5 separate regions of the Mus musculus genome follow, and all the other regions are linked to region 3. A link is a contact called in public HiChIP or PLAC-seq, Micro-C and promoter capture Hi-C data. All regions are on one chromosome and are shown on one strand. Each heading gives the region's core, a stretch centred on a gene start, on an enhancer-like site or on the middle of the called end of the contact. The rest is flanking DNA. Distances are from core to core; before and after follow the strand shown. Region 1 holds the start of Aprt (adenine phosphoribosyl transferase). Region 2 holds the start of Dbndd1 (dysbindin (dystrobrevin binding protein 1) domain containing 1). Region 3 holds the start of Spg7 (SPG7, paraplegin matrix AAA peptidase subunit). Region 4 holds the start of Cbfa2t3 (CBFA2/RUNX1 translocation partner 3). Region 5 holds the start of Tcf25 (transcription factor 25 (basic helix-loop-helix)).

Evidence for each region. Promoter capture Hi-C pulls out the DNA fragments that hold promoters and counts their contacts. HiChIP or PLAC-seq counts read pairs in DNA pulled down with a chosen protein or histone mark. Hi-C and Micro-C count contacts between places; a contact is called where the count stands out from the background.
Region 1: a contact with region 3 is called in a promoter capture Hi-C map of the HPC-7 cell line. The contact joins the promoter of Aprt here to the promoter of Spg7 in region 3. A contact is called at or near these places in 8 of 39 promoter capture datasets (the HPC-7 cell line, cranial neural crest, embryonic stem cells and 5 more), 11 of 115 datasets of contacts at active chromatin or transcription factors (the 230-238 cell line, astrocytes, embryonic forebrain and 5 more) and 2 of 9 other capture datasets (liver and pancreatic islet).
Region 2: a promoter capture Hi-C map of neural stem cells shows a contact between it and region 3. The contact joins the promoter of Dbndd1 here to the promoter of Spg7 in region 3. A contact is called at or near these places in 2 of 39 promoter capture datasets (liver and neural stem cells) and 1 of 115 datasets of contacts at active chromatin or transcription factors (bone marrow-derived macrophages).
Region 4: a contact with region 3 is called in a CTCF HiChIP or PLAC-seq map of the NIH/3T3 cell line, with 7 read pairs. The contact joins the promoter of Cbfa2t3 here to the promoter of Spg7 in region 3. A contact is called at or near these places in 1 of 39 promoter capture datasets (neural stem cells), 1 of 15 datasets of contacts at CTCF or cohesin (the NIH/3T3 cell line), 3 of 484 Hi-C or Micro-C datasets (the AML12 cell line and bone marrow-derived macrophages), 6 of 115 datasets of contacts at active chromatin or transcription factors (bone marrow-derived macrophages, embryonic forebrain, embryonic hindbrain and 3 more) and 3 of 9 other capture datasets (adipose tissue, liver and pancreatic islet).
Region 5: a contact with region 3 is called in a Micro-C map of embryonic stem cells, with 3 times the contacts expected there. The contact joins the promoter of Tcf25 here to the promoter of Spg7 in region 3. A contact is called at or near these places in 1 of 39 promoter capture datasets (pre-B cells), 2 of 484 Hi-C or Micro-C datasets (both in embryonic stem cells), 1 of 115 datasets of contacts at active chromatin or transcription factors (pancreatic cancer cells) and 3 of 9 other capture datasets (adipose tissue, liver and pancreatic islet).

What each region holds. Positions count from the first base shown.
Region 1 is chr8:122,574,494-122,579,184 of GRCm38.p6, reverse strand. Aprt (adenine phosphoribosyl transferase) reads left to right here and starts at 2,278. Exons shown (of 5, transcript NM_009698.2): 1 at 2,278-2,432; 2 at 2,564-2,670; 3 at 3,650-3,783; 4 at 3,970-4,048; 5 at 4,158-4,548. The coding sequence starts at 2,353. The coding sequence ends at 4,300. Galns (galactosamine (N-acetyl)-6-sulfate sulfatase) reads left to right here. Exons shown (of 14, transcript NM_016722.4): 14 at 1-948. The coding sequence ends at 74.
Region 2 is chr8:123,513,204-123,517,405 of GRCm38.p6, reverse strand. It overlaps Dbndd1 (dysbindin (dystrobrevin binding protein 1) domain containing 1), which reads left to right and starts at 1,951. Exons shown (of 4, transcript NM_028146.4): 1 at 1,951-2,173. The coding sequence starts at 2,041.
Region 3 is chr8:123,062,829-123,067,703 of GRCm38.p6, reverse strand. It overlaps Spg7 (SPG7, paraplegin matrix AAA peptidase subunit), which reads right to left and starts at 2,196. Exons shown (of 17, transcript NM_153176.5): 1 at 1,995-2,196; 2 at 1,129-1,231. The coding sequence starts at 2,177.
Region 4 is chr8:122,676,224-122,680,975 of GRCm38.p6, reverse strand. Cbfa2t3 (CBFA2/RUNX1 translocation partner 3) reads left to right here and starts at 2,801. Exons shown (of 12, transcript NM_001109873.1): 1 at 2,801-3,114.
Region 5 is chr8:123,371,695-123,376,552 of GRCm38.p6, reverse strand. It overlaps Tcf25 (transcription factor 25 (basic helix-loop-helix)), which reads right to left and starts at 2,842. Exons shown (of 18, transcript NM_001037878.4): 1 at 2,489-2,842. The coding sequence starts at 2,680.

The DNA.
Region 1 (4,691 bases), core at 1,029-3,528, 490 kb after region 3:
CAGGCTGTGAAAAACTAGGGAAGTGTCTGACACCTCCTGAGTCTGTCCCTGAGAAGTGTTTCTGGGCCCATTAGCCAAGACCAGAATCTCCAGCCAGCCCTGCAAGTGCCTGGGAGACCTTGTCCTTCGGACTGATGAATGGAAGAGACCAGCTGCCCTCTGCCCACCCATCCCTGCATGGACGGCCCCTGCAACCAGGTGCAAGGCTCCAAGACTGCTCATCCTGGAGCCCTGACCCTGTAGTCCGCTCTCGAGCACCACAGCCCATCTTGCCAACTGGCTCCTGAAAAGGAAGCCGGGGCCTTGATCACCGTAGGTACGTCAACCCAGGGTCTGAAGCACTGTCACTGTCCCTGCATACATTTCAACCTAGGTGCCGTACACAAAAGTGAAGATTTCAGCGAAATGCCAAGGAAGTGCCATCTATCTGGCTTCTCCCCCAGGCCAACCCTCTGAGCCACCCTACCTCTTTCGCACTGGCTACAAACAAAAGACAAAGACAGCACCTTTTCCAGTCAAGGTGGCATCTGCACTGCCCCATGGAGATGGGAAGATGACAGCCTAAGTTTCTGGCCCTGGCTCAGGGCAGTATGGGGCCACTTCTGTAACCTGCCACCTCTCATATGCTCCACATAATCTCCAAGACCCTTTCTCTGAAGGCTCATGGACAAGTTTTCACATCTGTGCAGTAACTGCAGAGCCAAGGTTGAGCTGTAACGGTTGGGAAATGATGGTGAAGAGACTGAGAGGAAGAATAAAGGAACAGGAGGGGGTTAGCTCTGGTAGCCCCAAGTCTATTTTTGGGTTGGTTTGAGACAGGGTTTCTCAGTGAGGTGCTGGCTCTCCTAGAACTCACTCTGTAGGACAGGCTGGCCTTGAACTCAGAGATCTGCCTGCCTCTCTTGGGAGTGCTGGGATTAAAGGCGTGCGCCATCATGAGACCACCTATCCTGGTCTTTTGTTTGTTTGTTTGTTTTTATTTTTTTCAAGGCAGGGTTTCTCTGTGTAGTCCTGGCTGTCCTGGAACTTACTTTGTAGACCAGGCTGGCCTTGAACTCAGAGATCCACCTGCCTCTGCCTCCCAAGTGCTGGGATTAAAGGCGTGCGCCACCACCGCCCGGCATATCCTGGTCTTTAAAATCGAGATTATGATGGGAGACTGTGTGTTAGATCTCCACGTACCTGTTGCATGAGCTTTCCCTGGGGATTCAGAAACAGATGCCCCAGATACGATTCCAGTGAGAGCCTAAAGTAACCATCGTGTCCAATGAGTTCACTGCCTACAAGAACATGAATGACCCCCAGAGCAGCTGCATCAACCAAACGGAAAAGTCTCGGCCCAGCATAGATGACAAGTTCCTAATAGATTCATAACGGAGCTTCCCTTTAGTTAACCTTCCTCCATGTGAGTGTGTGTGTGTGTGTGTGTGTGTGTGTGTGTGTATTCTAGTGCCTCCAGAGACCACATCAAATGGAAGAATGCAGCTCACGGGCTCACAGGAAGGTCCAAGAAGGAATGTTTAGAATCCATTGGACCCTCCCCACACCCTCTCCTTTGATGGAGCATGGGCCAATTTGGAGGATATCTTTTGAGTAATTGCAACTGCACTGAAGATGATAATGGCCATTATACTCAGAGGACAGTCTTCCACACCACTACCTATAGACCCAGGTACTGTGCTGGGAAGGTAGAACCCCAGTTCTGTCTCTGGCTATCAGGACCTTCTGGTCCCCACCCCAAAACGAGGAGGGCACATTCTGTTGCAATGCACAGGAGTGTCTGTGGTCTCAGAGAAGGCATTCCTTACCCGCCCTGCTACCCTGCTTTCCCCTGCGCTCTAGCCCACACACAGTGCACTCCCACCTCTGGACCTAAGACTATCCATCAGCTCCCTTCCGGGCTAATTCCAGGAAAGCAGGGGCTGAATCTCAGGCCCCTTGTACTATGCGCGAGGGAAGGAACGCAAGGCCAAACCACTCCAGCGGACCTGGGCAAGACCCGTCCCTGCTCCCCCAGGTCCAGAAGACTAGCCCCTGGAAAAGCAGGACTGAAAAAGCGTGTGTGGGGCAAAACCAAAAAAGGATGGACATCGCACATCCCCTTTCCACCCATATATCTTTGAGGTAGGGATGCTTGTGTTTAGGCAGCTCAAGAAATCTAACCCCTGACTCAGGCCCCACACACACCTCGCAGAGGCCCCGCCTCTCAGCCTGTCCCGCCCCTCGTGCTAGACCAACCCGCACCCAGAAGCCCCGCCCATCGAGGACGCTCCGCCCTTGTTCCCCCCGGGATTGACGTGAGTTTAGCGTGCTGATACCTACCTCCTCCCTGCCTCCTACACGCACGCGGCCATGTCGGAACCTGAGTTGAAACTGGTGGCGCGGCGCATCCGCAGCTTCCCCGACTTCCCAATCCCGGGCGTGCTGTTCAGGTGCGGTCACGAGCCGGCGAGGCGTTGGCGCTGTACGCTCATCCCCCGGCGCAGGCGCGTAGGCAGCCTCGGGGATCTTGCGGGGCCTCTGCCCGGCCACACGCGGGTCACTCTCCTGTCCTTGTTCCCAGGGATATCTCGCCCCTCTTGAAAGACCCGGACTCCTTCCGAGCTTCCATCCGCCTCTTGGCCAGTCACCTGAAGTCCACGCACAGCGGCAAGATCGACTACATCGCAGGCGAGTGGCCTTGCTAGGCCGTGCTCGTCCCCCACGGTCCTAGCCCCTATCCCCTTTCCCCCTCGTGTCACCCACAGTCTGCCCCACACCCATCCATTCTTTCTTCAACCTCTGACACTTCCTCCTTGGTTCCTCACTGCCTTGGACGCTTGTTCACCCTGGATGAACTATGTAGGAGTCTCCCTTCCCTGCTAGGTACCCTAAGGCATCTGCCCTCGGTGCTTGTTCCTAGAGACGAACTCTGCTCTGTCCTTGTGTCCAGAACCAGGCCTCCCTCTTTTAGGGCACAAAGCTGGCCAGCATCCTGACAGCAGGCTGGGAGACCCTGGAACCTCCAGATGACGGACATCCTTGCTTAGGGGTAGCCTCTGGGATGAACTAGATACTAAAAATTAGGTAACCTTGGTTGGGCGTGGCGTGCCTGGGCAGACCTCAAGCCTGGTAGCTTCAGGGGCTGTTTCTCCCCAGGACTACACCGGGGCATCTTTCTCTTGTTCCCTCACACAAGCTTGTGTTAAACAACTGCTGTCTACCTGGCTCCATGCCTGAGCTTCAGAAACACCCTAGGACAGCTGAATGTCCACCAGGAGTGTCCAGAGGGAGGGTGGGCACCCCAGAGAACAGAGTGGCCCTGGTAAGTGCTCAGGGACCACAGACTTTTGCCCACTTCACTTCCTATTGGTACCCCTGGCCATGCTCCAGAAATTAGGGCATGTATGTATCCTTCCCACGACAGCTAGATGCTGCATTTGAAAGGTGGCAAGAGCCACCATAGGTGGCCCTGAGCTGTTCAGAAGGCAGGTAGGATCCCCAAGGCTGAGATGATGAGTTGATGGCTACCCAGTAGCCATCAACGTTCTTCTAGCCGTAGTCAGCAAGACCTAGTGTTCCTAGCAAGTGTTGACCTCGCCCATACTTGGCCTCTAGATTCCCATGCCCCTCAGCTCCATCCCACAACCTTCCCTCCTTACCCTAACAGGTCTAGACTCCAGGGGCTTCCTGTTTGGCCCTTCCCTAGCTCAGGAGCTGGGCGTGGGCTGTGTGCTCATCCGGAAACAGGGGAAGCTGCCGGGCCCCACTGTGTCAGCCTCCTATTCTCTGGAGTATGGGAAGGTAAGCGAGCTGTGTGTAGAGGAAGGGCAGGGTCTTATCACGGCTACCAGTGTCTAGGAGTAAATGTGGGTGCTCAGAGAGGTTGAGACATTGGGTCAGGTTTACACCACCCAGAAACGCTCGAGGCTAGGGAGGTGGCCACTTGTTCGCGCCTAGACTCTGTCTTACACTACTTCCTGTCTGCAGGCTGAGCTGGAAATCCAGAAAGATGCCTTGGAACCCGGGCAGAGAGTGGTCATTGTGGATGACCTCCTGGCCACAGGAGGTAAAGAACCAACCCAAGACAAACAGACTTCAAAGGGCCAGACCCTGTCCTGGGTGCTGACTAAGCAAAGAGCTTGAACACCTCCTCTTTCTCTGTCCCTTCCCCCCAGGAACCATGTTTGCGGCCTGTGACCTGCTGCACCAGCTCCGGGCTGAAGTGGTGGAGTGTGTGAGCCTGGTGGAGCTGACCTCGCTGAAGGGCAGGGAGAGGCTAGGACCTATACCATTCTTCTCTCTCCTCCAGTATGACTGAGGAGCTGGCTAGATGGTCACACCCCTGCTCCCAGCAGCACCAGGAACTGCTTGGTGGCTCAGCCCAGGCGCCTAAGTGACCTTTGTGAGCTACCGGCCGCCCTTTTGTGAGTGTTATCACTCATTCCTTTGGTCAGCTGATCCGCCGTGCCTGTGGACCCCTGGATCCTTGTACTTTGTACACGTGCCACACACCCTGGAGCATAGCAGAGCTGTGCTACTGGAGATCAATAAACCGTTTTGATATGCATGCTGCTTCTCCTCAGTTTGTTGCATGGGTCACATTCCAGGGCCTCCAGAGTGACACTACAGGGACAAGGGGGCTCAGGTGGGAACCCATAGGCTCAGCTTTGTATTGAAGCCACAACCCCTACTAGGGAAGCAGATGTTAT
Region 2 (4,202 bases), core at 702-3,201, 450 kb before region 3:
GTTCCAGCAGTTTTGGCTTGTTTGTTGAGGCGGAGTCCATGTAGCCAAGGCTGACCTCAAAGCCAGACCATCAGCAAGATCAGAGATGAACATGAACTGCTCCTCCTGCCTCCACCTGTGAAGCATTTGGGACAGGTGTGTAGCACCATGATTGGCTCCCTGACATTTTAACTGCTTTACTATTTTGGAAAGCACAGCCTGCTAATGTCCCAGGTACCTAATAGTGGCCTATGCCCAACCCTCTTTTTCTTTTTTTTTTTTTTAAGATTTATTTATTTTAAGTACACTGTAGCTGTCTTCAGACACCCCAGAAGAAGGCATCAGATCTCATTAGGGATGGTTGTGAGCCACCATGTGGTTGCTGGGATTTGAACTTAGTGCTCTTAACCGCTGAGCCATCTCTCCAGCCCTCCCCCTCCCCCTAAGCTAACCTTATAACCCTGGTTTTGTCCCAGGGAGGAAAGGAATGACCAAGGACCGAGCACTGACTCAGCCAGGCCTGGTGGGGTTTCAGAGGGCTTTAGCCAGCTGGTGGGGATGTTCCCTTGTTTTGTAAACTAAGAACTATTTAACTTTCTGAAATCGGCCTTCAAGCTTAAAGGCCACAGGCTACCTTGTGTCCACTAGAGCTGGGCAGAAAGCCAGAGCTTTGACTCAGACCCTACTTGATTCAATGAAGCTTTTTGGCTACTGTCCTAGCCATCCATTCTGCCCAAGGCAGTACCAACTTATTTCATCCACTCAAATTCCCCTCAGCCTGTTCAGTTATGAATAACTCATCTTCTCTGATAATTTCCTTTGTTGTTTTGTTTTTGTTTTTTTGTAAAAGTGTAAATGGATTTTAGATTGGGCCTTCTGACTTCTAACCCTGAATTGTGCAACCTGGAGAAAGTTGCTGTCTGTCGGTCTCTGTGCCGGGCATCTTTAGATCTCTAGGAGTAAAGAGATACTGTGTATCTTAGTTAGGGTTACAATTTCTGTGAGGAAACACCACGACCGAAACAACTTGGGGAGAAATACATACTCGGCTTACACTTCCACACCGTTGTTCGTCGACAAAAGCAGTCAGGGCCAGAAGGGAAAGCAGGCCAGGAGGCTGGAGGCAAGAACTGCCGCCCAGGCCGAGGAGGAGCTGCTTACTGGCTTCCTCCTCACGACTTGCTCAAGCTGTTTTCAAAGAGCCGCCTGCCTCTGCCTCTCTGCCTCAGCCCTGGGATAATTAAAGGTCTGTGGTACCAAGGCCTAGCCTTAGCCTGGCCTTAGCCTGCTTTCTTATAGAACCCAGGACTACCAGCTCAGAAATAGCGCTACCCACAGTGGCCTGGCCCTCCCACATCAATAATTAAGAAAATGCCTTACGGCGGAACATTATGGAGGCGTTTTCTTAATTGGGGTTCCCGCCTCTCAGATAACTTCAGCTGTGTTAAGTCGACGTAAAATTAAATGGCACACTGTGCCATGCAAGCAGGTCTGATGCAGGACTGGCGTTTGGAGATGGGACTCCAGCTGTGGGTTATCAATACATCCAAGGCCTTCTTTTTACCAGGTCACCCCCCACTCCTCCCGGACTTGTACTCTCAATATGGATTCAATAGCATTAATCAGGTCCACAATTCCAGGCTTATCAGTTGAGGGTTCTGGGGCTGCTTTGGCCCTTCTTGTGGCACCTCCTCTCCTAACTCTTTTGCCAGGCTCCTCATGTCGCTGGCGCCCCACAAAAGCCCGAGGTTGTGATGGATAGATGGACCGCAGCCAGCGCGCAGCTCAGTGCGCAGGAGCCAGGGAAGCTAGCTGAAGTCGGAGGTCCGCAAAGGGCTACGTCCCTGCAGAAGGGTGGGTGGGGGTGGGGGTGGGGGGGTGGGAGTGGGATGGGGGGGGGTTGTTGTTGGCCGGGTCGGCAGGGGGCGCGCGAGGAGCAGGGCGGGGCTGCACCTGTGCTGCTGGCTGCTGGAGATGGGGAGGGGAGCGGCGCCAGAAGCAGCTGCGCGCCCCGCCCCGCGGGCTCCTCCCCGCCACCGCGGCCCCTTAGCTGCTGCCCCGATGCGCTGTGCCCGAAGCCCGGACTCAGTAGTCACCAGAGCAGTTGGGGCACCCGGGCTGTCGCCGCCGCTGCCCACACCCCCCGCGGACCCCATTGGCCGCATGGAGTCTCCCGAGGGCGCTGGTCCGGGAGGTGAGTCCGACCCCGGCCCCCAGAACCCAACAACAAACCGCAGCCCCTCCCTCTGCCCACTAGCCAGCTACTCCCGGGGCCTGGAGACCCGCTGATGCCTTCTGAGCCCGCCCGTCCGACTCAGAGCTAGGGGCGGAGGAGGGGGCCGGGCCAGATCCTTGGAAACGTGCGGGTATCCGGCTCGGCAAACACAGACTGCGTCTCTTTCCCTGATATGCGAGCTCCGGGCTCCGGAAGGCTTGCGGACTGCCCTCCAAGGAGGTGACCAGGGGTTGCGTCCTGAGCCCCCTGCCAGCCGAGCCTGGGAGCGGGGGAGGGGCGTGTAGGGGCCGGAGTTAGGGATCTGGAGAGGGGATTCGTAGGGGCGATGCTACCCGCTTGTTCACGCGTAGGCTTTGTTCGCCCCAGCCGCGATACCAGGAGGAATGACAAGAGGCGGAAGGGGGTCTGGGGCTCCCGACTGAGCTGGGGTTTTTGTGAGGTCATGGCGCATGCACCCGAGCTCTTGGTGCTGCAGGGCAGCGGCCTCCGAGCTGCCCAGCTGCCATATATTTGGAAGGGAAGGTGTGAATGGTGTGCTCCTTCCTCGGCCTCTCCCAGCAGCTGAAGACCCTTGAGGTTAACATCTTACCGCAGGGTCTGCCCTCCTTGGAGCGTGCCCACAGGCGGGTGGCTGATAATAGAGAGAAAACTCTTAAAAATCACCCACCCTGCGTCTCAGCTTTCCAGAAAGCTTTTCAGGGATCCATCGCTGTGGGAACTTGGATGTAATCTGAACAATCCATCACTTGCTTAGCCATACCCAACACCTCTAGGATTTCCTGAAGATCCCATCCCAAGGAAACACCAAGTGTCTGAGGATTTGGCCAGCTTGCCATTCCGCCTGCAACCCAGCCACACGATGGCTTCTTCTGAAGTCCAAAGGGTTGCCCGTGGGAGCTGTCCCCAAGCGGCTCCTATGTCTACAGGCGGGGAGCAGTGTCCTGCTTGAAAACCCTTATCTGCCTAAGCGCCAGACACTTTCCAGCCAGTGGGATTGGTTGTGCTTTGTTTTGTTTTTATGGGAGACCAGCGTTCTTGCTATTGACAGTCCCCAGACCCTGGGTCTTCCCAGCACCAGCTCCGTGGGTACCAGAAGGTAGATGGTTTGGAGAGCAAGGACTTGGCTTGTAGAGCTCAGAGTTATTTTTTGAGCTGTGCGATGTTGGAAACTTGCCTGTGCCCCTGAGCCTCCGTTAGCATGGCTGTCAATACAGGCAGCCCCCTTGTATAGGGCAGAGGTCTGTCTTTCTTTCTTTCTTTCTTTCTTTCTTTCTTTCTTTCTTTCTTTCTTTCTTTCTCTGAGGAAAGAAAGAACAAGCCCACAAGCTTAAGCAGAGATGGAGTATGCTGTCTCTGATGTATGCATTACTGGCTGGGGGTGGGGGGCTCAGACGCCCGATTCAGTGAACAAATCCCAAGTACCTATCATGAGCTGGTACCGTGCCTGCATGTCGGGAGGCAAAAGCTAAGAGGGAATTCTCTCTTGGTGCCTTTAGCGTGTTTTCTTGTCTGCATCCTGAGCTAGTGGGCTGTGCTTGGTGGGGCTCCCTAAGGGTGACTGTAATGGTAACTTTGTTTTGGAGCCTGTGAAACACAAAAAAGGCAGAGCCCAGGAGGATGGAGCTCTGTGTTCCATCTCCCAGGCCCGCAGCAGGGCTCGCTCATACAGACCTTGCCAGCCTTCCTCTAGTACTCCGCATTAAATCTAGACCTGTTATTCATCAGTAGCCACTGAAGAAACGATCTCCCAAAAGTAAAATCTTTATAATGTATCATTAAGCCAGGGTCTATGTAGCCCTGGCTACCCTGGATCTTGCTATGTAGACCAGGCTTAACCCCCACCTCCTTAGTCTAAAGGTGTGTGTACCATCATGCCAAGCCTAATAGACAATTTTTAAACCTAAAGAATTTAGGGGATGGGAAAGGTGACATTAGGTAGCCCTGGCTGGCCTGGAGTTCGGAGGTCTGCCTGCTTTCAGCTCTTGAG
Region 3 (4,875 bases), core at 947-3,446:
ACCCACAGGGAGTATCCCTGCACTCTGTGTGCTCACGCTCTCTCTCTCTTTCTGTCTGTCTGTCTCTCTCTCTCTCTGTCTCTCTCTCTGTGTCTCTGTCTGTCTCTGTCTCTGTGTCTCTCTCTGACACACACACACACACACACACACACACACACACACACACGGGGTGGGGGGCGGGGAAACAAAATAAAACACTTAAAGTGAGCAAAGAGAAGTCTAGGCCTGGTAGCACATACCTGTAATCCCAGCACCTGGAGGGTGAGAACAGGAGGATTCTAAGTTCAAGGCCAGGCTGGACTGCAAATTAATGCCTTGTTTCAAGAAAACAAAACCAAACAAACCAGTCTGCAACCCCCAGGTGAGGAGTGGGGTCTCACGTGCTCCCATTGGGAAGGGACAGGCAGGATGATCAAGGAGTGCTCACAGCCCCTAGCTATACATTTCACTTCAGATTATCCATAACAGGGCTAACATAGCTCACAGCACAAAGAACCAAAGGTTACAATGAAAATATAGCTTAGTTGTTAGAGTACTTGCTTACCATGCCCAAAGTCCTGAGTTCAATCCCTAGCTTCACATAACACTGGACAGAGTGGTACATACCTGTAACCTCAGGACTGAAGAGGGTCACAAGTTCAGGTGTTTTGTTTTTTAAAAGAATCAAAGGTACTCTTAGTGGCTGGGTGTTCCTAGTCTTCTGGTCAGTGTCTAACTAGTGACGTTCTCCTATGTCACTTGTCACCTGCCAAGGAGCCTCCACTCTTAGACTAGAGTGCATGCACACAGCCTGAGATGGTGGATGCTGCTGCACACACAGCATGGCCTTCTGCTCCTAGGCTACTCTACTGAACATCACAGCGAGCCCTGCTCACTGCAGCAAGTGCTGTGCTCTCAGACAACATAAAACCTTTTGTTTTTTTGGGTGGGGGGTGGGGGTGAGCAGGGGGCCAGCAGGGTTTCACTAGCTAGTTCTGCCTGACCTCCAACTGGCAGCCCCTGTTTTAGTGCTGAGATTACAGGCATGTAAGACCTGGTTTGTTTGGTTTTGTCCTCTTCCACTATGCTCTTATAGGACTACAGTAAAACCTGTGTCCCTCAGTAATGGACCATGCAATGCATACACACCTGAAAGCGGCCACAGTCTGACTGCATTTGGAACTATATGCTGTTTCAGTAACAATCCGCTAATACCTTCAAAGCTAGGGGTCAGTATTCGCAATAGCAAACTCTGTAAAAAGAGAAAAAGACCGAGGTAACACTAAGACCATATACCACAACAACACAGGCCTAATCAAAGTCCTTGCCTAGCATGCAGAAAGCTATGGATTTGATCCCCAGTACCTCCTTAAAACTGGGTACAGTGGCGCATGCATGTAATCCCAGCACTTGGGAGGGGATGCAGGAGCATCAAAAGTTCAAAGTCATCTTCAACTGTGTATTGAGAATCTCTCCCTCCTCGGTTTCCATCCTAGAACTGCCTCCCAAGAAGGGGAGGGGCCAAGGGAAAGTGTCAATCAACTCCATCAATGAATTTCACTGGACTCAGCCACAAAACAAAACAAAAAAACCGAAGAAACAAAAGTCAATTAACTTTCACCCACAGCCCAGTTTGAGTCTCCAATTCACAATCTTCCTGGCCTCGTCCTACCAGCAAATACTGAAATTGCAAGTGTGCACCACCTATGTGGGCAAAAGGATCGGGAGTCCAAGGGCTGCTCCGAGTACACATGAACGCCTGCCTCCAGACCAGAAAGAAGAGGACGGAAAGGCACGGGTGACCAGGACTCAGTTTGAAGCCGCCAGGGACAGTGATACAGGGCGTCTCTCTCACACACGCCAGGGAGAGACGAACCACCCGAGGCAGATGCTGCCTCCCGTCCCGGGGAGCCCACAGCAGCCATCCTCCTGCGGAAGAGCGAGGTGCAGGCGCACTTCCGGTCGGCGCGGACCGACCCGCCACACCCGCCGCCGCCGGGCTCCGAGCGGGTTACCTGAGGCGCGTGGCCTCCAGCCGCAGCCGGGCCAACCGGAGTCCCGCGGGCCGCGTACGGCCGCCTGGCCCCAGCCCCGGACGAGAGGCCTGGGCCCCTGCCTGAGAGCAGGCCCCACAGCCGTCGGGGCCGGGGCTCCGGGCCGGGGCGGAGCCCGCGAAGCAGCAGCAAGGCGGCCGCCATGGTGCCGAAAGCGGCGCCTGCGCAGTGCGGCTCCGGCCGCCCTAACGGTCAGGTTTTTGAGGGCGGCCTCCCTTTGCGCTTGCGCGGGGTTGAAGGTCGCGCGCTCCTGGCGACGCCTGCGCGGTCCGAACCGTCTGGTATCCGCAAGGTTAGCTGCGAAACCTCGAGAGTCAGCAGGGTGCGCAGCGCGAAAGCTAGCAGCCCGCAGCCTGCGGGTTCACGTAGAGACAGGCTACGGTTACCCGGTATTTTTCTCTCTTGTGTTTTATTAACAGTCCAAGTTGCGGTTTCCAGTACTTGGCAAGTGGATACACGATTCGCTTTTCACGTTATCTCTTTCTTTGGGGTGCGATTTGGTGGTTCCTGTTGGCCACTTCCGTCCTTCCTGTACGTATTTATTTTGTTGTTTCTCTGTGTGGTGCTAGCTGTCCTCTCGCTGTAGACCAGACTGACCTCGAACTCGGAGATCCACCTGCCTCTTGGTTTTGGTTATTTGTTTTTTTAAATACAGTATCGCTGTGCAACAGTCTGGCTTCAAACTCAAGCTCCGTCTCCTGTGTGCCGGCCTGACAAGAATGAACCAGTTTTTCTGAACATCAGAGATCCGGGGGATGCCCCTGGCTGGCTACAGAATCAACTTAGAGCCAGTGGTGTGTGAGACCACAGGGCAGCAGCTACATACAGAGTAGGAAAACGGTGCCCTCAATCTTAGAGAGGGAGGGAGGGGGGCTCCTAAAGTCGGAACTGGAGGGGCTGGAGAGATGGCTCAGCTGTTAAGAGCACTGGCTGCTCTTCCAGAGGATCCAGGTTCAATTCCCAGCACCCACATGGCAGCTCATGACCATCTGTAACTCCAGTTCCAGGGGATTCGACAACCTCCCACAGACATACATGCAAGCAAAACACCAGTGCACATTAAATAAAACATTTAAAGTGGTGATTGGACCCGTGTCCTCTGGAAGAGCAGACAGTGCTCTTAACCACTGAGCCATCTTTCCAGACCCCTCCCCCCCTTATAGCCATTAGTGGTCTACTACCCATTTCTCCAACTCCCTTAGCATCAGGCAACCACTAGCATTCTTTGTTCCTGTGGACTGTGTTTATGACCAAATTAAGAGCCCCCTTAATTATACTCACTGCCCCTGAGGAGCACCCGTCATCCCGAGCTTCATACCATTTGGCTTTGACAGTTCATTTGTGCAGAGACAGAAGGGAGAGCTTGCTGTCCCACCCATGGACAGCTGCAATCCCAGGCCTGGGCAGGGCCACTGAAGCTCTGAGTCCTGCTAGTCCATGCCAGGCTGGTGCCTGGTAGTCTAACTGCAGAAAGCCCCCAAAGCAGTCTCGGTGCCTTTCCTTCCACTCCATGTCTTTCTGTACTCTCCAAGTCCCTTAACACTAAATAATTCAAACAATAAGCCTTCTCGGTGCTGACTGGTGCCTGGCTTCATGTCAAGCAAACTCTCTGAAGTAAATAAATAAATAAAAATTATCTTACTATGTAGTCCTAGCCAGTCTCAAACTCACAAGAGATCTCCCTGCCCCTGCCCCCTCAGGGCTGGATCAAAGGCATGCACACACCGTGCCACGCAGAAGTGAAAGTTTAAATCATTTAATTGTATGGGCTGAGTGTTTTACCTGCTTATATGTAAGTGTATATGTGCCAGCCTGGTGCCCTCAGAGGTCTGAACGTGACATTGAATGCCCTGGAACTGGAATTTTAGGTGATTGTGAACCCCCGGGTGGTGCTGGGGATCAATCTGGGTCCTCCAAAAAAGCAACACGCGTCCATCTCTCCCGCTCCGTAAATATTTTAGTTCATTTCTATACGTGTGGATGTTTTGCCTGCATGCAAGGCACCTAGTGTGTGCCTGGTGCTTAGGGAGGCTAGAAGAGGGCATCAGATCCCCTGGCACTGGAGTTACAGATGGTTGCGAGATGCCATGTGGGTGCTGGGAATTAAACCCAAGTCCTCTGGAAGAGCAGCTGGTGCTCTAAACCACTGAGCCATGTCTCTAGCATTTGAAGTAAAGAGTGTATTTTACAGATTTAGAAAAAAATAGAGCCAGGAGTAACAGTTGTGCACCAAGCACTCTGGAGGTGGATAGAGGGTACTGTCTTCAGTGTAAGTGAGCCGGCCCATCTTGGGAAAAGTGTTTCCTCAAGATTAAATAAACAACTAAAAATGAAAAATATTTTAAGACAATTTTTAAAAACAGGCTAGGGAACTGGCCCTGTGAACAAAGGGCGTGGTGGGAAGCCTTCCATGTAAATTCAGTCTCCAGAAAGGATGGAAAGTCCACACGCATTGCAAAATCTGTCATCCCAGCCTCCTTCCACAAGGAGACGAGATCAGCTTATAACCGCGAGCTTTTCCACCTGTGCCCCAGTTCCCAAATAACTCAAAGGCTTAACATTAATAATAAATGCCTAGGCCATAAGCTAGCTCGTTCCCCAGCTAACTCTTAAGTTAATATCCCGTTTATTCTAACCTGAGTTCCACCTCGTGGCTGGCTTCCTCTCCTCAGCTTCTTGTGCCCATGTCCTCCGTGTTCCAGTGGTGAGAAAGCCACCTGCCTGGCTCTCTCTCCACTGGAAGTCCCGCCTTCTAATCCTGCCTCAGCTTATTGACCATCGGCTTTGTATAGACAGGTGGTGCTTCCACACAGTACACAGGAGATTAGCCCTACATCTCCCC
Region 4 (4,752 bases), core at 1,552-4,051, 390 kb after region 3:
AATAGACCAAGTTTTTGAAGCAGATTCATAGAAAGATTCATAGAAAGATTGATCAGAAGGCAGAGCTGTCCCTGGGTCTGCACAACATGGATAGTGTCCCTGGTGTAGGGCACTGGTAACTAAGGAGTGGACAGAGACTCAACAAAACTCACCTTTATAGTGAGGTCCAGTCTGAGTTTCGTATTCTGCGTGTTTAGTTAAATGTCTAATGATGGTGTCCGCCGTCAAAATGTCACCCTGAGCCGTGAGAAAAGGAGGTGCTGCCCTTCTGGGGGGTGAGGATAGCAGAAACAACCCAGGTGTAGCTGGAAGTGTTAGACATTGAGATTGCTTTCTTTAGAGAAAGGGGCTTCTGTTCTAAGAAGAGCCCCCAGCTGCAAGTCTGGTGTCAGCTCTGTACTGTGAGCTCTGTACTGTCAGCTCGGGCAGGCACAGCCCCTCTCACAGCCTCGTGGGAAGCAGGGACCAGATAAAGGTAGAGAGCTGACTTCACTGGGGAAAGCCACACTGCCATAAGCAAGAGAAAGTGGCTCCTTTGAATTGAATCAAGCCCAGGTCTCTATAGACAATAAAGAGCTTCAGGCGGCACCTGATTTCCTGAGCGGCTGCTGCCTCTAAGGTGTCCACGTGATCCCTGGTGCTTGGTGACTCTTTGTTGTTCTGAGAAGGCGTGTGTCTTGCAGATGGACTGGATACACAGTGTGGGTTGAGAGCTTCCATAAGGTAACATGAGAGTGTCGAAGAGCTGTGACCTGGACATTTCCACAGGGAACCAGCTCTTCATAAAGTAGCAGGGAGACCAAGTGGGTAACAAATGGGCTCTGGAAATGTCTTTCCAGCTGGTGGAAAAATGGAGGGACAACGGCTGTCAGGACTCGTTGTGACTATGCTGCAGTGGGGCCGGCCCACTCCATACAAAGCAGCCCTCAGGGCCCCCACCATCTCCTCCCTGTGCAGCAGCCATGGCTCTCTCTTGGGAGAGCTTCCTAGCTGAGAGGTTTACCTGTCACATTGAATTCTGTACCTCCAACAGAGGTTGTGAGCACCTTTCTTAAGTTCAAGCCACACACTGGCCACTTACCACAAAACAGACATGCCACCCAGCAGCACGAGGTGGGTAAACCTGCAGCTCAAGCTGAGGGTCCCACTCCTGCCTCAGGCTGAGCTCCCAGAGACTGGCTTACGAGGTCTGCTGAGAGGCCACTCTGCCGGGGCCACTCTTCACGACAGTATCTCTGAAGAGGACTGTCCTTTGCTTTCTCGGTGTACACAGCACACTAGCAGCCACACAGCTGGTGTCCATATGCCTGGGATAAAAAGTTTGCGGTCTCAAGCCACATAGCCAACTCTTCTAGATCCACATTCCTCTGTGAAATGGGCTCGGGACCCTCCACTCCTCTATAAGATTGATACATGTGGCCAGGGAGATCTGAAAATGTGGACAGTTTTATAGGTGTCAGACTAGGATTAGATAGCATCCTCCACAGAGGGAGATCCGGGAAACCAAGGAGCCCAGATCCCACCCCAGGAGGACCGTGCAGGAACGCTTTTTCAAGAAGGCAGAGGTGAACCCCTGAGAGGGACCCCAACTGGGGAAAACCAAGCCACTACAGCAAGCCTGGAAAGAAACGGAGGGTATTTTTACTTATTTATTTATTTAATTTTGGCACATTGCTAGATTTTTATCCTTCACATGCAGATGTATGCCTAATGAGATGAAAATCAAGCCCCCCCCACCCCCACCCCCCCGCTGATCTGAAGTTCTGGCCCCTTGTCTCTGCAGGCGGTGACCCTGGGTCTCTCCTTAGTCTCAAAGAAGCAAAGTGTGAGTGAGTGAAAAACTGGGAAGGGAAAGGAAGGAAGTGCAGCGAGTTTGCTCAAATGTACCAACCGGAGGAACGCCTGGGACTTGTCGCAAGGCGCCTCGAGGAAAAGTGGGTAAAGTGGGTGGGGAGCAGGCTCAGAGGAAGCAGAGAAAGTAGGACGCGGACAAGCAGAAGCAGCGGCTGGGGGCTTTTCCTCAGGTTGACATTAAAATGAATGATATGCAAACGAATGCAAAGCATATGCGAACGCCGGCCCCGATGGCAGTGGGGAGAGCGGGATCCTGAGCCCACTTGCCGCAGGTCGCCTGGCGCCTTGGGGACCAAGGCCGAGCGCGGCGGGTGGAGCGCGCCCCCTGCCGGCAGAACGCGCAGGTGGCCCGGGTACCCCGAAGGGCTTGCGAAGGGGGTGAGGGGGGGTGCGGCGGCCGAAGGAGGGGCGCCCGCCTCCCCGTCCCGGAGTAGACACCGCGGCTCCGGGAGCAGCGACGCCGTCGGGCTGCGACTGCTCCGAGGTGGGTGTGTGCGGTGCGCTCAGCTCGCCCGCCCTCCCGGGGCGCGGCCTGCGCGGGGCGGGGGCGCACAGCTAGGAGTCCGCCCCGCACCGGGTTGCCCCGCGCCGCACGCACTGGCTACGCGCTGGGACTCCTCGGCCCGTTCCCACTCCACGGCCCCGCTCTCCTGCATCCGTACGGGGGTCCCACGCGCGGCCTGGCGCTCCTGAGGTCCCTACGTCCTGAGTCGGACCCCATAGCCAAGTCCGCCGGGCGCGTCCCGGGGCCCCTCGGCCACCCGGGCGGTGGAGGCGGGAGCCGCTCTGGGCATTGGGCGGCGCCGGGCGCACGGAACCGGGCCTCTCTCCGGCGGCCGGCGCCCCGGGGCGGAGCGAGCGCGATGGGCGTCGGGCTGGAGGCAGGTGGCGCAGCGGCGGCGGGGCGCGGGAGGCGGGGGCGGAGCGCGCGGGGCGGGGGCCGCGGGACTCGGTGAGACGCGCGGGCGAGCGCGCGGCAGCAGAGCCGAAAGCACGGCGGCTGGACCCGGCGGCCGCCGAGGCCGAAACCACCCGGGCAGCGTGCGGGCTTTGTTCCCGCGCTGGGGGCCGAACGCACTCGGCATGGCCCAGGCGGTCGCCCCGCGCGCCCCGACCCCGCCGCGCGCCTGAGCCCCGCGCAGCGCGAGAAGACAGCGTACGGATCGCCCCCAAGTTATGGAGGTGGCGACCCAGTGAGAAGGAAAAGCCACTTCGGGAGCCGGGTTGCGAGAGAGCTACGGTCCCCTGGAGCTCCAGACCGTAAGTGCCGCCCCTGCCCTGTTCAACACCGCCGCTGTCACCCTACTTTGCCGGTTGCTGCCGTCCCGGGGGTCCTCGCTTTGCACCCCCTCTCCAGCCCCTCCACTTTACAAAGTTCGTGCCCACGGCAGGGTGGAGCCAACTCTGCCCACTCATTTGACTGAGTTGCAGCCACCCTAGGTGAGCAGACAGCTTGACCTGTCCAGAGTGTGTGTGGTTCATCTTTAGGTAGGAGCTGAGTCGGTGGGGGAGTATGGGCTCCCCAACCACCACCCACAAGCGCCCCCTGGGGTGCCGGGTCTCCTGACAAAGACTGGTAGCCTGAATGACAGGGCTCGGGACTGACTGGAGTAGCGGGAGGGCAACCTTCCTGGGAGATAGTGCTGGCAGGAGAGGGTCTGCTGCTTTCTCTAGCCCTTCCCCCTCTTATTTTGGTCCCTGGATCAGCCATTAGGGCCATGGAGCTGAGCATCCTTCCTGATGGTCGGGAGGGGATCCTGACCGCCCTCCCTGGGGTCCTGACAGCCAGGTGCAGGCACAGCCTCCGGCTCTGATCCTTCTCACAGGCTTTGGGAACGGTCCATCTGTGTGTAGGGCAGGCCCAGAGCCAGGCTGTGGGAACAGCGGGGAGGAGGTGTGAGGAGGTGTGAGCACCGCGGAGGGACAGATGGCTGGGAATTCAGCCGGAGTCGGGCTGACTAAGGTGGAGCAGAAGGCAGCCAGGCTGGCAGCTCCTGGCTTTGAGCCGCTGCCTTTCAACTCATGGCCCTGAACTTGGTGTGTTTGGGCTTCTTGACCACAGTGCTGGCTGGACCTACCCCCCTGCTCCATGAATAGAACTATCTGATCATGTGAGCTAAAGCTGACTTTCAGAGCCCAATTCCTCAAAATAACAGACGATCTCATGCTCCTGTTTGTAGGGTTGATCCCAGTAACTGTCACACCCGTCCCTCCTATCCTGAGGCCAGGATGTGGCTTCATTATGTCTGGCTGGGTGTGTGCTTCCTCCCGGCGCTCAGAAACAGGAGGTTCCCAGGCAGCCACTCAGAGGATGGGGCTGGCAGAAGACAAAGGGAGCGGTCACTTTGCCCTGGCATTGCCCTTGCAAGTTGCTGGAAGGTTTCAGAAACTTCTCAAGACTGGGACTCTCTCATCTCCCTAAGACCCCAGGGGCTGGTCTGAGAGAGTTCAGCCATACCCGGCCAGAATGCACTTGGCTCCTGGCCTGGGAAGAAGTAGGAAAGCCCTGTGAGAGATTTCTGGTCTTGTGCATGGAGGGATCCTGATGGGGGCTACACTGGGGTCATGATGTCACCCCACCTTGGTCCACTGAAGGGCGGAAGTCAGAAGATGTGGCTGTCCCCAGTTGGCACTGGGAGCCCACAGTTAGAGCACCAAGCTGAGAAAATGCCGCTATTTGGGACTGTTTTTTTTTTGGGGGGGGGGCACAACCACTCTTGTGCATTGAGAGGGAAAAGCAGAGAAAGGAGGAACCCTGCGAACAGAAGGAACAGATGTGGTGCTCGGTGCTGCCCGGGAGCTAGACAGACACGGGGAGGGAGAATATCACGTTAGGACTGATTTTCTGGCGGAATCCACCCTCCCGGGAGGTACTGTGATCTTGATGAGAGGGGAGAA
Region 5 (4,858 bases), core at 1,593-4,092, 310 kb before region 3:
GCAGCCAGACGGGGGAGGCAAAGGCAGGTCAGGGCGGCTGAAACAGTGAGCAAGATTACTAACAGGCGAGGTCAGGGAGAAGTGTCTTAGCATAGCAGACACCTGCTGGGAATGGAGAGCTATCACTGCGTTCTCATGGTGGCAGCAGCAATGAAGGCTCCCTGTGACCTGAGACAGATAAAGGGGTCTCGCTCCACCCCAGTACTGTACAGATTCGAGGCACTGTTAGAAACTCTACGAATGTTAAAAACCTCCTCACATTCTGATGCTAATTTCCTGTAGCTAAGCAAAGACGTTGGGGGACAGAGCATCTTGGTTCTCTAACTGGCAATTGTTGAAATCTCCCCACCCCAGCTGCCTTGAGGAATAGAACTGTCTGCCAAACCGTAAGGCAGACGACCCATATTCAACATTGAATATTCCAGAGGCCTTGAACTGTGCTCACAGCTGACAGGTGCAGCCTCGGAAATACTGCTTCCCTTTGTATCGGGCGTCTACTACCACGAGCCTTGGTTCTGATCTGTAGGTGATTCCCTGGTCCCAAACGCCAGTCCTCTGGAAAAGCAGCAAGGGCCCTTCACCACTGGGTTGTATCACCAGCCTCCCGCCCCGCTTGCCTACCTCAGCAGTGTAATTCAAAGCAGCTGAGCAGTCAGTAGCCTGGGCCCCAAAGGTGGCAAGATTGCCAACTTCGTGACATATGAAAAGGAGGCCACTGACCAGTTTGAGAGAGTGTCAGGGATGGGACAGAGGGAGGCAAAAGCAGAGGACAGGGAGCCAAGGCTAAAGGTGAAAGCCGTAAAGAACCAGGGAAAGCGAAGTGCAGGACAAGTTCAGGAGAGCTGTAAAATCTTTAAGAACCAATGGTCTCAGATCCCTAAGGTCTGAGAGTGAACCCCAGCTGCCGTCAAGGGAGGAATCCCAGTACAAGGAAGGCTACAGATGGGTGAATGATGGGATATCTAGGCTCTGTTTTGCAATCACCTCTTAAGAGAAATGGGATTAAAATTATATTAAAGGCATGTAGACTGACAGAAACTGGGCCATGGGCGCATACGGGTTATTTGTATTTTCCTAATTTTTGTGTACGTTTAAAAGTAAACATAGCTGGGTGGTGGTGGTACATGCCTTTGATCCCAGCACTCAGGAGGCAGAAGTGCGCGAATTTCCGAGTCTGAGACACAGCATCTCTAAGTAGTCTACAGAGTGAGTTCAAGGACAGCCAAGACTACATAGAGAAACCCTGTCTTGAAAAAGAAATGATGATAAGCAAAAGTAAATCTAAGAAAAGTACTAGTGAAGGGAGAAGAAACAGTAGGAATGGGGGTTGCTCTCAGGCTCAAAGTCAGAGGAGGCAGGCGAGTTCTCTGTACCAAGGGAAGACATATTTCACCATCGCCACAGACTACAGGACAGATCCCTTCCTTTCCTTATGGGAGAAATAAACAATCTCTGAACCAAACTTCCAAAATGTCTGTGACATTTCTCACACCAATCAATATCTTTGCTAGGAACTTTTAAACCTGCTAACTGATAAAAAGCTGGGGACAACTGGGGGTAGTGCTGTCTTGGGTGCTGCAACAGTAGGATAGACATGGTTTCATATCTGCGACTTGAGGAAGACCCAGTACTTCCGTGTGTCCCAGCTAGCTGAGACAATTCACTGCAAGACTGAGAGTCTCAGACACATTACATCTTTTTACTCACTCGAAAATGGCCACTGACACCTTACCATATGTGGAAGTTGGAGATACGAGGAAAAGACATATTATCTGCCCACACATGAAGTCAGAATCATAATTTATACACATATGAAACTGCAGACCCAGGTCAGTCTGTCGTAAGGAAAAACACGGGGCTCAGGACTGCTACCCAATTTTCTGCTGCGAGGAATACGATACGATAGGTACAAGTAGCTGGGACACACAGAAGTACTGTGATGAATAAGCCGAAATGTTTGCAGAAGAGAGACCTCCCTCAAGTCGCAGAAATGAAACCAAGCCTACCCTACCATCCCATTGCCCCGGACAGAACAACCCTACTCCTTCAGTGAAGCCTAGACCCAACTGAACCCCACCTCCCACTCGCCATCCACAGTGCCCCTCCCCCTTAGCTGTCTCGGATGTCACGCCCCGCCCACTCTGACGTCACTGCCCCGTCCTGCCCTGCGTCACGTCACGTCTCTGGACACAGCCGCGAGACACGCCCTATGCTGCAGCAAAGTCCTGTCACTCAGCCCCTTGTCGGCACCCCCGTTAGCCTTTAGCAGCCCCTTCGCTCGGCATTTTCTTCCACCTTCCACTCGATCTCGGACGGGGAACACGGCTTCCTCACCCCACCCACCCTGCGGCTGAAGACCCGCCTTCCCCGATGCGGCGCAGTCCCTTCTCTCCGCCCACTCGACTGCAGTCCAGACCCAACTTTGTGCCCCTTCGCATGACGTCATGCCCCCACCATTTCCCCCCCCTCAGGTTGCCCAGCTCCTCACCAGCTCAAACCGGTTGTTGACACGGACTCCTTCCTTCCCTGCACCCCCGGGGCGCCGGCCACCCAGCCCCGGTTTTGGTCCCTCTTCCTCTGCGTCATCGTCATCAAGGAGGACAAACTTCAAGGCGTCGGGCCCTAGGGGTTCCTGGCCGCGCTGTTCCCCCCTCAGTCTCCGGAGGGCCCGGCGCGACATAGGACCCGACAGCCTGATGTGGGCAGAGGGACGAGGAAGAGCAGCAGTGTGGCGGCGCCTGCGCACTTGCGGCGCGCTGGCGCAAGATTGGCGTGTCGCGTTTGCGCGCCGCGGCTCTCCGGAACTTCCTCCCAATTCCCCGTGGAGTCGGGGAAGGTGCAAGGGTGGCCCAGGGAGCTCTCGCGAGAGTCGGGCCCTAGCGGCGGCCGTGGTGCGGTGCTTCGGCTTTGGAGATGGCTGGCTTTCAGAAAGCCGGCTGTGCGGCGGGCAGCAACGCGCAGGCTCAGAGCGCTGCTCCGCACGAACGCGATTCCCGGGGGCGAGCCTGGGGGCGAGCGGGCAGGGGTGGGGCAGGCGAGGAGGCCGTGAGAGCAGGTGCGCACGCCGCAAGGCCCGTGTGCAAAGACCTCTGCTATGACAGGAGCGAGGGACCCAGTCCCCAACCCCTCTCTGCTAGCCTACCCATGCGACTTGTCCGATGTCCCCCACCTCCACGTTGTTACTAGACTGCAAAGGGACAGTTTTCACCTTAATAGAACCAACCTAACTTCTTTCAGACTGGGTAACTCCTCTCCACAACGTGCACCGAGCCGAGTTAGGTGTTAGGGCTTGCTTTTTATTGTCGCGAACGCAACAGGGGTGGTCATGTTACAGGGGTATTGGGTGAGGGGAGAGCTGCCTAGGTGTGGATCCGTGGTGTGAAGTCACGGCAGCCCTACCTATGTGTATTCTAATTCAGGAAGATTTTCACAATAAGGACATAGGGATCCTCGGCACAGATCTTTTCTTTTTCCATGTTCTTTTTGTTTTTGTTTTTTGAGACAGAGTTTCTCTGTGTACCCTTGACTGTCCTGGGACTCGCTTTGCAGACCATGCTGGCCTCTGCCTCCCAGGTGTTGTGACCAAAAGTGTGTGCAACAACAACCGACCTTTTTTTAAAACAAAACAAAAACACCACCTGTCTTAGGGTTTCTATTCCTGGACAAAATATCATGACCAAGAAGCAAGTTGGGGTGGAAAGGGTTTATTCAGCTTACACTACATACACACTGCTGTTCATCACGAAAGGAAGTCAGGACTGGGACTAAGCAGGCCAGGAAGCAGGAGCTGATGCAGAGGCCATGGAGGCTTGCTCAGCTTGTTTTCTTATAGAACCCAAGCCCAGGTATGGCACCACCCACAATGGGCCCTCACCCCTTAGTCACTAATTGAGAAAATGCCTTACAGCTGGATCTCATGGAGGCATTTCCTCAATTGACTCCTTTCACTGTGATAACTCCAGCCTGTGTCAAGTTGACACAAAACTAGCCAGTACACCACCCAAACCAAGATCTTGCCCTGTAACGCTGGCTACCCGTGAAGCTATGGAAATCCTGTTCTGAAGGGCTGGAATTACAGAGCTACTTCATGTCTACGCCCCAATTTTTATACTTTTGGAAAACTTTCCTAGACGAGTCAGGATTGAGTACCTCCAAAGTAAAATGAGCTGGGGTTGGGTTGGACCTTTCCCCAGCTTGAGAGCAGGAGAGGGCTAGGCCAGTCACTGCTCTTACTTGATCTTAGCCAAAAGGCTGAGAAGCAATCAGTCACTTATCTTAAATTCCAGCTTCATTTTGGGAGATAGATCTCCTTTTACAGGTGAAGACGCCTTAATGAGCTAAGTTTCCCAGAGAGAACCCGGTTTTGCATTCATGTGACTCCCAAAGTCCAAACAATGTAGGCGGTTGGCAAGGACAGAGAAGGCAGGCAGGGCAGCAATCCCTTAGTTCCTGCTCTTGTGTGAGCCCCCTGTCCCACTGTCCGTGTGCTCCACTCCACCCTGCCTCCCCCAGGAGTCTTGGTTCGTCCCTGGGTTGGATGCTGAGCCCTCTGCCCACACTATGAAGTATCTTTAGGTACTTCAAAGTTGATGGTTCACAGCTGCTGTCCCAAGGTGCCCATCCCCCCAACCCTCTTCCCTGCGCACTGTTAAAGTTGCAGCTTCTTCCGCATCAGGCTCAATGCTGCCGCCCTGACTGTTCAGGACCAGGCTGGCTTCTGTGCCATCCGTGATCAAGAGCTGTGGCCAGGCTGGGCAGTGGTGGCGCACGCCTTTAATCCCAGCACTTGGGAGGCAGAGGCAGATGGATTTCTGAGTTCGAGGCCAGCCTGGTCTACAGCCAGGGCTATACAGAGAAA